2 separate regions of the Pan troglodytes genome follow, and region 1 is linked to region 2. A link is a contact called in public HiChIP or PLAC-seq data. All regions are on one chromosome and are shown on one strand. The core of a region is the stretch at or near the end of the contact, and the rest is flanking DNA. Distances in the headings are between cores, read along the strand shown.

What was found. HiChIP or PLAC-seq counts read pairs in DNA pulled down with a chosen protein or histone mark.
Region 1: a contact with region 2 is called in an H3K4me3 HiChIP or PLAC-seq map of stem cell-derived excitatory neurons, with 7 times the contacts expected there. The contact joins the promoter of SQLE here to the promoter of MTSS1 in region 2. A contact is called at or near these places in 1 of 7 Hi-C or Micro-C datasets (stem cell-derived neural progenitor cells) and 1 of 1 datasets of contacts at active chromatin or transcription factors (stem cell-derived excitatory neurons).

What each region holds. Positions count from the first base shown.
Region 1 is chr7:135,326,434-135,330,250 of NHGRI_mPanTro3-v2.0_pri, forward strand. SQLE (squalene epoxidase) reads left to right here and starts at 2,070. Exons shown (of 11, transcript XM_009455896.5): 1 at 2,070-3,358. The coding sequence starts at 3,068.
Region 2 is chr7:135,054,698-135,058,563 of NHGRI_mPanTro3-v2.0_pri, forward strand. MTSS1 (MTSS I-BAR domain containing 1) reads right to left here and starts at 2,525. Exons shown (of 14, transcript XM_063816552.1): 1 at 1,835-2,525. The coding sequence starts at 1,906.

The DNA of each region.
Region 1 (3,817 bases), core at 820-3,319, 270 kb after region 2:
GGCTCAGGCGGGAGGATCACTTGATGTCAGGAGTTTGAGACCAGCCTCGCCAACATGGTGAAACACTGTCTCTACTAAAAATACAAAAATTAGCCGGCATGGTGGCACGTGCCTCTAGTCCCAGCTACCCGGGAGGCTGAGGCTCGAGAATCGCTTGAAGCTAGGAGGCGGAGGTTGCAGTGAGCTGAGATTGCGCCACTGCACTCCAGCCTGGGCCACAGAGCGAGACTCTGTCACAAAAATAAAATTTAAAAATAATAAAAGAGTCAGCTGCTCCTCTATTATTTTAACAAAACAGAACTCACAGATACCAATAAGCAGTTTATTGAAGAATTCTCTTCAGGAAATGATTTCCCGTACATTGAACTGATTCTCTTTTCTGCAGTCCTTTTAAATTTGATGTCAGTTCAGACAGCCAAACTTACTGGTAACAGTGAGGAATATTGTAGAAGAAAGAATAAAAGTATTGGAAAGCAAGGCAGTTATTGATAATTATGCATACTGGGGAACCACAAGATTTGGAGACCAGGACTTTGACTTTTGGTTTCATCATTACGATTTAATCACAGCTGTGATTTAGTCAAGCCATTTAACCTCTTTAATTTTCATTTTCCTCATTTTAAAAATCAAAGTTGTTTTGAGGGTCAAGTGAACGCCTGTGCGGGTGTTTTACCAAATAATTATTTTATTAGCAGATAAAACATAATATTGGGGGTGAAAAGTTATAAGAGGTGCCATGTTTTTTAAACCCTGCCAAGTATCTGATAGAGAATTGCAAAGGATGTTCGAGTTCATGAAGAAGTTGCCTTCTCCCCGCAGAGGCAGAGTGACTTGTAACATCTGTAAAAGGTCACAGGCTGGTTAGCGGTAGCCAGAATCTGGGTCTCCTAACTCTAGTTGCCTAGTCTTGCTTTTATGCGCCAGTGTCGTTCATCATTCATTAAATACATATTATGGAGGATAAATTAAGGGCAGAGCATTGTGCTAGGTGCTTATCAGACACAGATCCTTCCCTTAGGGAATCTAGAGATTAAAAAGTATGAATAAAGTTATGTGACTTGGTGAAGGTCAATGGCGATTTGGTGGAAGAGGTGACAATGCAGCCACGCTCCAAAAAGCAGAAGGGATTTGCACCTATTATCATAGGGGTTAAAGAAGGAAGTCCAGAGTTAAGAAACAGGATGAGCAAAGACACTGAGGTCTTAAGCCTCAATAAATTTTAGGTAAGTTTCATCGTAGTATAATAAGGGCTGTCTCACTCCGAGACTTTTGCACACTTTTGCTCCCTCGGACTGCTTGTCCTGGACACCGTGTAACCTCCCCCTGGGCGCCTCACCAGACTTCTCCAGGCCAAGGGAAGGACCACCTCTTGGGTTTCCATGGCTCCCTCTCTAACCACCCCCTTCTCAGGACACCTATGACACGACTATTTGACTTCTTTGCCTCCGAGACCCCACCCCCAACGTTTCTGGTCTTGAGAGAACGGGCTGGGCGCATCCGTGTATCTCTAGCCTGAGCACCTGGAGCGTCCTCTCCTTTTCTTCTTAAGGCAAACGCCTACTCATTCTTCCAGCTTCAGCTGGAATGTCAGGCTCTCCACGCACTCCCGTCCGCCCTCTCCACATACACAGGGCAGGGAAGCTGTGTCTGATTCCTCTTTCGGACTCCGGGGACTGACATATCATAAGCGCTCAATAAATGCTAGCGGAATGAATGGAAACGTTCAGACCCGAGGCAGCGGATCACTCCAGGCTTCTCCTCAAAGCGAGCACACCTCAGTCCAGGGAGGGCGCAGGAGCTGGGGCTGCTGCGGTGAACCAACCCCAACCCCGACCCCGACGCCTATCCCGGCCCCAGGGCGCCTCCTAGGCGACCCCTGGCCCCACCCACGCCGGAGCCGGCCCGCGCCCATCCCCACGCCCCAACCCGCACCACGCAACATCGCCCTAGCGCCTTTCGGGGCGTCGCCGCGCAGGTTGCGCCGCCTCCGATTGGCCAAACGCGGCATAGCGCCATCTCGGCCTACCGCGCGGTGCGCGCCCTCATTGGCCGGCGGCGGCAGGAGCAGGGGTGGGGGGCGGGGCCAGCACGCGGGGCGCGCGGTATGGGCGGACTCGCGCCTGAGCCCCGCCCCCGGTCCATCGTCTGGGCCGAGCCCGCCCAGCCGGCTGAGACGCGTGGGGCCTGGCGGCGAGTAGGGGCGCGCGACGGTTACTCTGGTTACTGGGGCCGCGCCGCGCTGGCGAGAGCCGCCGCCCGCGAGGGATGCTGGTGAGGAAGCCGTCGGGAGCCGCCGCCGCCATCTGAGGGAGGTACCCTGGAAACCACCTTTTATCGGTGGGGAGGTGCAGTCGCGGTGGGCGGGTCTGGGGGCCAGCGAAGCGGGAGGCCTCTAAATCGCGAGGTTGGGGCTGCATTGCCCTGGAGCCGCACTCGAGTCCGAGGCCATCTTTTGTTGGAGAAGGCGTCGGCGCTGGCGTTTTCCCGAGGTTGGGCTGTACAGTGTCTCCGTCCGCGGAAAAAGAAGCCTCTGAACCCGCGCCGGCCCGCAGCCCCCGTGCCTTCCGGCCGCTGCTCGCCGTCGCCAGAGGCGAGGCCACGTTTCCCCCAGTGCCGAGGTGTTTCTGTGACCCTCCCTCCACTCCCATTCCCTTCTGAAAGGGCACCTGCTCTTGGTGAGAAAAGAAATTATAGCACGAAGAGCCAGTATCAGAAGAGTATCCATCACCCGCAGCAACCGCTCAGGGAACACCATCAAAAAAGAAAAAAAGGGAATATCTGGATTGCCTGGGCGAGGAGGAGCGAGTCTGCTCGGGAGCTGTTCCAGCAGGCGATTTTTAAATACTGCTTTCTACGTCCTATATAACTTGGCTTCACATACTTTTACACTAACTTTATATGATTTTTAAAAACTGGTCTGATCGGACTTCTCGTCCTGGGACACTGTTTACTGGAGTCTGGCCGGCTCCCCGTGCTCCTTTTGGTACCTCATTTTGGGGAGAACCTTAAACCCACCCGAGCAGATAATCTCCGCCTTGACCGGTGCCACCAAAGAAGCCTTGGAACCATGTGGACTTTTCTGGGCATTGCCACTTTCACCTATTTTTATAAGAAGTTCGGGGACTTCATCACTTTGGCCAACAGGGAGGTCCTGTTGTGCATGCTGGTGTTCCTCTCGCTGGGCCTGGTGCTGTCCTACCGCTGTCGCCACGGAAACGGGGGTCTCCTCGGGCGCCAGCAGAGCGGCTCCCAGTTCGCCCTCTTCTCGGATATTCTCTCAGGCCTGCCTTTCATTGGCTTCTTCTGGGCCAAGTCCCCCCCTGAATCAGAAAATAAGGAGCAGCTCGAGGCCAGGAGGGTAGGTTGATTTCAAAGCGGGCAGATGAATGAGTGTCTTATTTAGGAGTAGGATTGGGTTCACTCAAATATAAGTTTTATTTGAATTGCAAAAGGCGGCAGGTTAGATGCTTGTATACATTCTCATGTATTATTTTAAACTCTTTGCTGTGCCTTGGTTACATCTTTGACCTTCTTAAGAATGAGTGAAAACATTTGTTTCATTTAGCATTGGTTGAGCCTCAGATGGAGGTTGGATATTTGGTTATGAAAGATGGAACGAAATGTTAGAATTTCATTTTGAAGGAGAAGAACAACCACTTTCCATGACGAAAAAGTTTTTAAAAAGTTCTTGGGTAAGGATTGGATTTGTGCCTGAGGAAGAAAGAAACGTGCTGCGGGTAAGTCCACTGCTTGTAAGAAGTGACAGCTGACTGGGGAAAGTGACAGAACAGTTTGAAAAGCAGGCAGAAGGAGAATG
Region 2 (3,866 bases), core at 1,275-3,774:
CCGAAAGAAGTCAGGATACACAAACTCTAGATTCCGCCGTGACTGGGCATTAAAGAAAATGTCTTTATTTTTAACTGGAACCATGCAGGGGAAAAAACACCACCTTGGCACCCGTGAGTCCCCAGCCAGGGCATACAGCCACGCAGCCACAGGATGGCAGGTGGAAAGCAGGACAGCCCACCCTTTGGGCAGGTCACCTTCTGAACGGCTTTCGATTCAAACAGTGAATGGGAGGAACCGAGCCTGGATTCTGGATTAAAGAACAAAGAGAAAAAACTCCAGATGTGATCACTCCAGGACTGCAGTGGACAGATCCGTCAGTGTGCACTGGGGGCAACAGAATGAAAGGGGCTGTCTTTCAACAGGGAATAATCCATCTAATTCCAAGTGCCTGGACTATAAGCATTCCTGGGCAAGCAGAGTCTGGCTGCAGATTATGCTATGCTAAGGACAATTTGTGACAAAAGGCACGAGAGCTGTAGAAAGATTTCAAAATGGACAAAACCAGGACAGAGGCAGCTTGATAAAGTTCACCCTGGGTGAGGTGGCAGTTGGTTCTGAAAGGTGGAAGCAGGCCATGACAGCTGAGCATTCCTTCCCAAAGACCATTTCCGAGGCACGAAGCCTCTCTAAACCTTACACTTCATCAGACAAAAGCTCCTCCAGGCGCCCAGGCAGCGGCTGAAGAGGGGCTGTCCACACCCACTCGGTGCACAGCTTTCCAAACCTGCCCACTCGTTTTGGAAGCGAGCTTTTAATTAAACACCACCTCCCCGGATCTGGATCTGTTGAGGCAAACTGGGGCTGGGCCAGAGCCAAAGAGAAGCTCCCTAAATACACATTAAAAAAATAATTTCCCCCACCGCTCCCAATTCCCACCTCCAGCCAGCTCGCGCGGCTGGTTTTATTTCCTCTGGATGAATAACACGGGACCCTGGTCTATCTCTAGGCACCAGAAAATCCACATCCGAGGATCAGGTTATCCCCAGTCCCACCCTTTGCTGGAAAAAGCCAGGGTGTTGTTCCCCGCCCCCACGCGCGCGCGCGCGCACACACATGCACGCGCGCACACACACACCATCTTCACAACCCTTCCAAGAGAAAACCTAGAGTGTGTGTCCGTTTGGGTCTGGGAGGGTAGGATACAGTTATTTCGGGGGCCCCAATCTTGCCTTTAGGCTCAGCTGGGAGAAGGCGGGGCCCCTGCAAGGCTGCCCGGGAACTTCGGCCCCGCGCCCCGCGGGAGGGCTAAGAGAGGGCACGCACACCTTTACCAGCTTCGGAACGGCCCAATTAATAACTAATTTGCTCAGATACCCCACTCCAAGTAGAACTGACAGCCAAGGAGGGACTGGCTTTCCCTCTCAGTCTCCTAGGCTAGGGGACTCCTTCCTGCGCGCGGGCAGAGCCCCCACTTCCTCCCCACCACCGCGCCAGGCGCCCCCACCCCGTGCCCGGGGGAATCAGGTGTCCTCCCGGGCATCCAGCCCCCGCGGGTCCCAGACACTTACTTCAGGGACAGACAATGGGAAAACTTGCAGCCAGTGCCTTGAGCCCCCGAGGGAAAGAAATGGTGCCGCCCCCTGGGACAATAAGCGGGGGAGATGGCGTGGGACAGCAGACACCCCCCAGAAAAGCCACCCGCCCAGTGACCCCGCAGAGCCCGGAGCAGCGCCCCGGGTGAGCAGGTGACACTCCGGCCGGGAGCTCCCGCAGGTGGCCGGTGGCCACACTGCAGGGAAGGGCCGGGTGCCCGGCCCGAGGTGGAGGCGAAGCGCGGCGGCGAAGTCAGAGCGCGGCGGCCGGCGCCGCAGCCGCACCCCCGGCGTCCTACCTTCATGTCGCTGATGATGGTCTGGAAGAGGCCTCCGAGCGCGCTGCATTCCTTCTCAATCACAGCCTCCATTTTCCCGGCTCCGGCAGGGCGAGGGCACACACGCGGGGCCGCTGGACTGCGCGCGGGGCCGGGGCTCGCTCACCCCAGAAGGAATTTCACCTTCCGAGAGACCCACCTCGGACTCGCAGCCTCTTCTGCAGCGAGGACGGGGTGCACCAGACCGACTGTTCTCTGCCCAAAATAATAACAGTAATTTAAAAAGCCAAACCGCTCTGTAGGGTATTCGCCTACAAGCAGCGCTCGGCTCCTGGCCTTAAAAATGCCGGGAGAAGACTTACAATCAGGCCACCACTGGTGCCCACTACGGAAACGGCAAAGCCCATCTTGATGCAGAGAAAATCGCCCGCTGACCCGGGGCCAGCGCCATTGAAAAACGCAAGATTTTCCAATTTAATAAATTTTTCTGCAATTAAAAAAAAAATCGCCCAACAGCAGAGCGGGTCAGCTCGCGGCGTCCGGATCTGTTGCTCGCAGCTGCGGCCGCCGCCTCCTTTTCACTCCTGCGCGCCCGGCCCCGGCGCTCGCTCTGGCTGGGCTCCCGGGGACGTTCGGAGGGGCGCACGCGCGCTCGCGGCCGTGCGTCCGCCAAGCGGGGGCGCGCTCTCGCGGCCGTGCGGCCTCCGCACGCGGGCGGGGCTGGGAGCGCGCGCCCGAGAGGCGCGTGGGGCACCCGCCGCAAAGAGGAGCCTGCTGGTGTGCTGGCGGACAGGCGGCGCTGGGCCGGAGCCTCTCCCTCCGGTGCGCACAGCGCACCCTCTCCTCCCCCGGCCGCCCGTCGCAGCGCGGAGAGGGCGTGTCGGCACCCTGCCTGGCGAGCGCCCACCCTACAATGGCTGCGAGCGCGCGGGACGGAGGGTGCACCGCTGCTCCCCGGGGACTTGCACGGGTGGCGCGCCTAGCCCAGAGCCCGCTTGTAGTGAGCGCTCAGTAGGGCGGGAAAGCTGCTGCCGCTACTGCGGCCTTCTGAGAAGACGCCCATTTTCTGATGTCAGGACTGCATCGCCGAGTCCTGATTGCAAATAGCGAAATATATAATTAAGGAGAGTTCGGGGGCGTATCCTGCAATGGGATGCCGAGTTCGATAAAGTTGCAGGATGCTGGAAAAGTGGATTGATTTGCTGTTGCTAAATGAATGGAAACAGCGTTAGAGCTTCTGTCCACGATCCATCAGTCTATCGAGATTGCTGATTGCCTATGACTTGGACGGTTGATGGTTTTCAGGCCCACTGAGAGCAGCCAGCGTTGGTATAACCGCAGGGAGCCCTCCTGGGAGGTTGAACCTGCAGAGCGCAAATGTGCCCAGGTTGATTTGGGGCCTAGTGGTCCATTTTCACAGCTCCACTGCCTATCTGCATAACCAGGAGCCCTCATTCAGATGAACGCCAAATGGGCCAGAGGGAGGAGAATCAAATGAGCAACTTTTAAAAGATATTAAGACATAAGCACCTAACTCCGGACAGTTCCTTTAACCCTTGAGCTAACCATTTGAAGCACAAAACATAACAAAAGAAAAGACTGGGGGGAGTGGGGCCAAAAGAAACCAAGTGCAAAATTCTGTACACTTGTGTCAGATTCACTCCGTAATGGGAAAAGGTCTGGCTTTGAAAACTTTATGGATCAAAGGGATGCAAGGAGTTACACAGCACAGCTGCAGAAGATAATGTTCCCCTGGATCACTCTGCCCAACTCTTAACTGCAACCCACCTTCCCCATCCGTCTCCCCGAAATCACCCGGAAGGGTGTTACCTTCAGGAAGTAACTGATCTCTTGATCACCCCTGCTGGATCCTGTCCCCAAGGGCATTCGAATGCATCCGACTCATCTTCACCTTGCCAATAACGGGTGCTTGACACATCGTTTGCTGCCAATCATTATTGTGATTTTAATACTATTGGTATTCTAACTATCAAGATGACTGCTTGTAGAGCCAGATTGCCTGGATTCAAACTCCAGTTCACAACCTACTAAC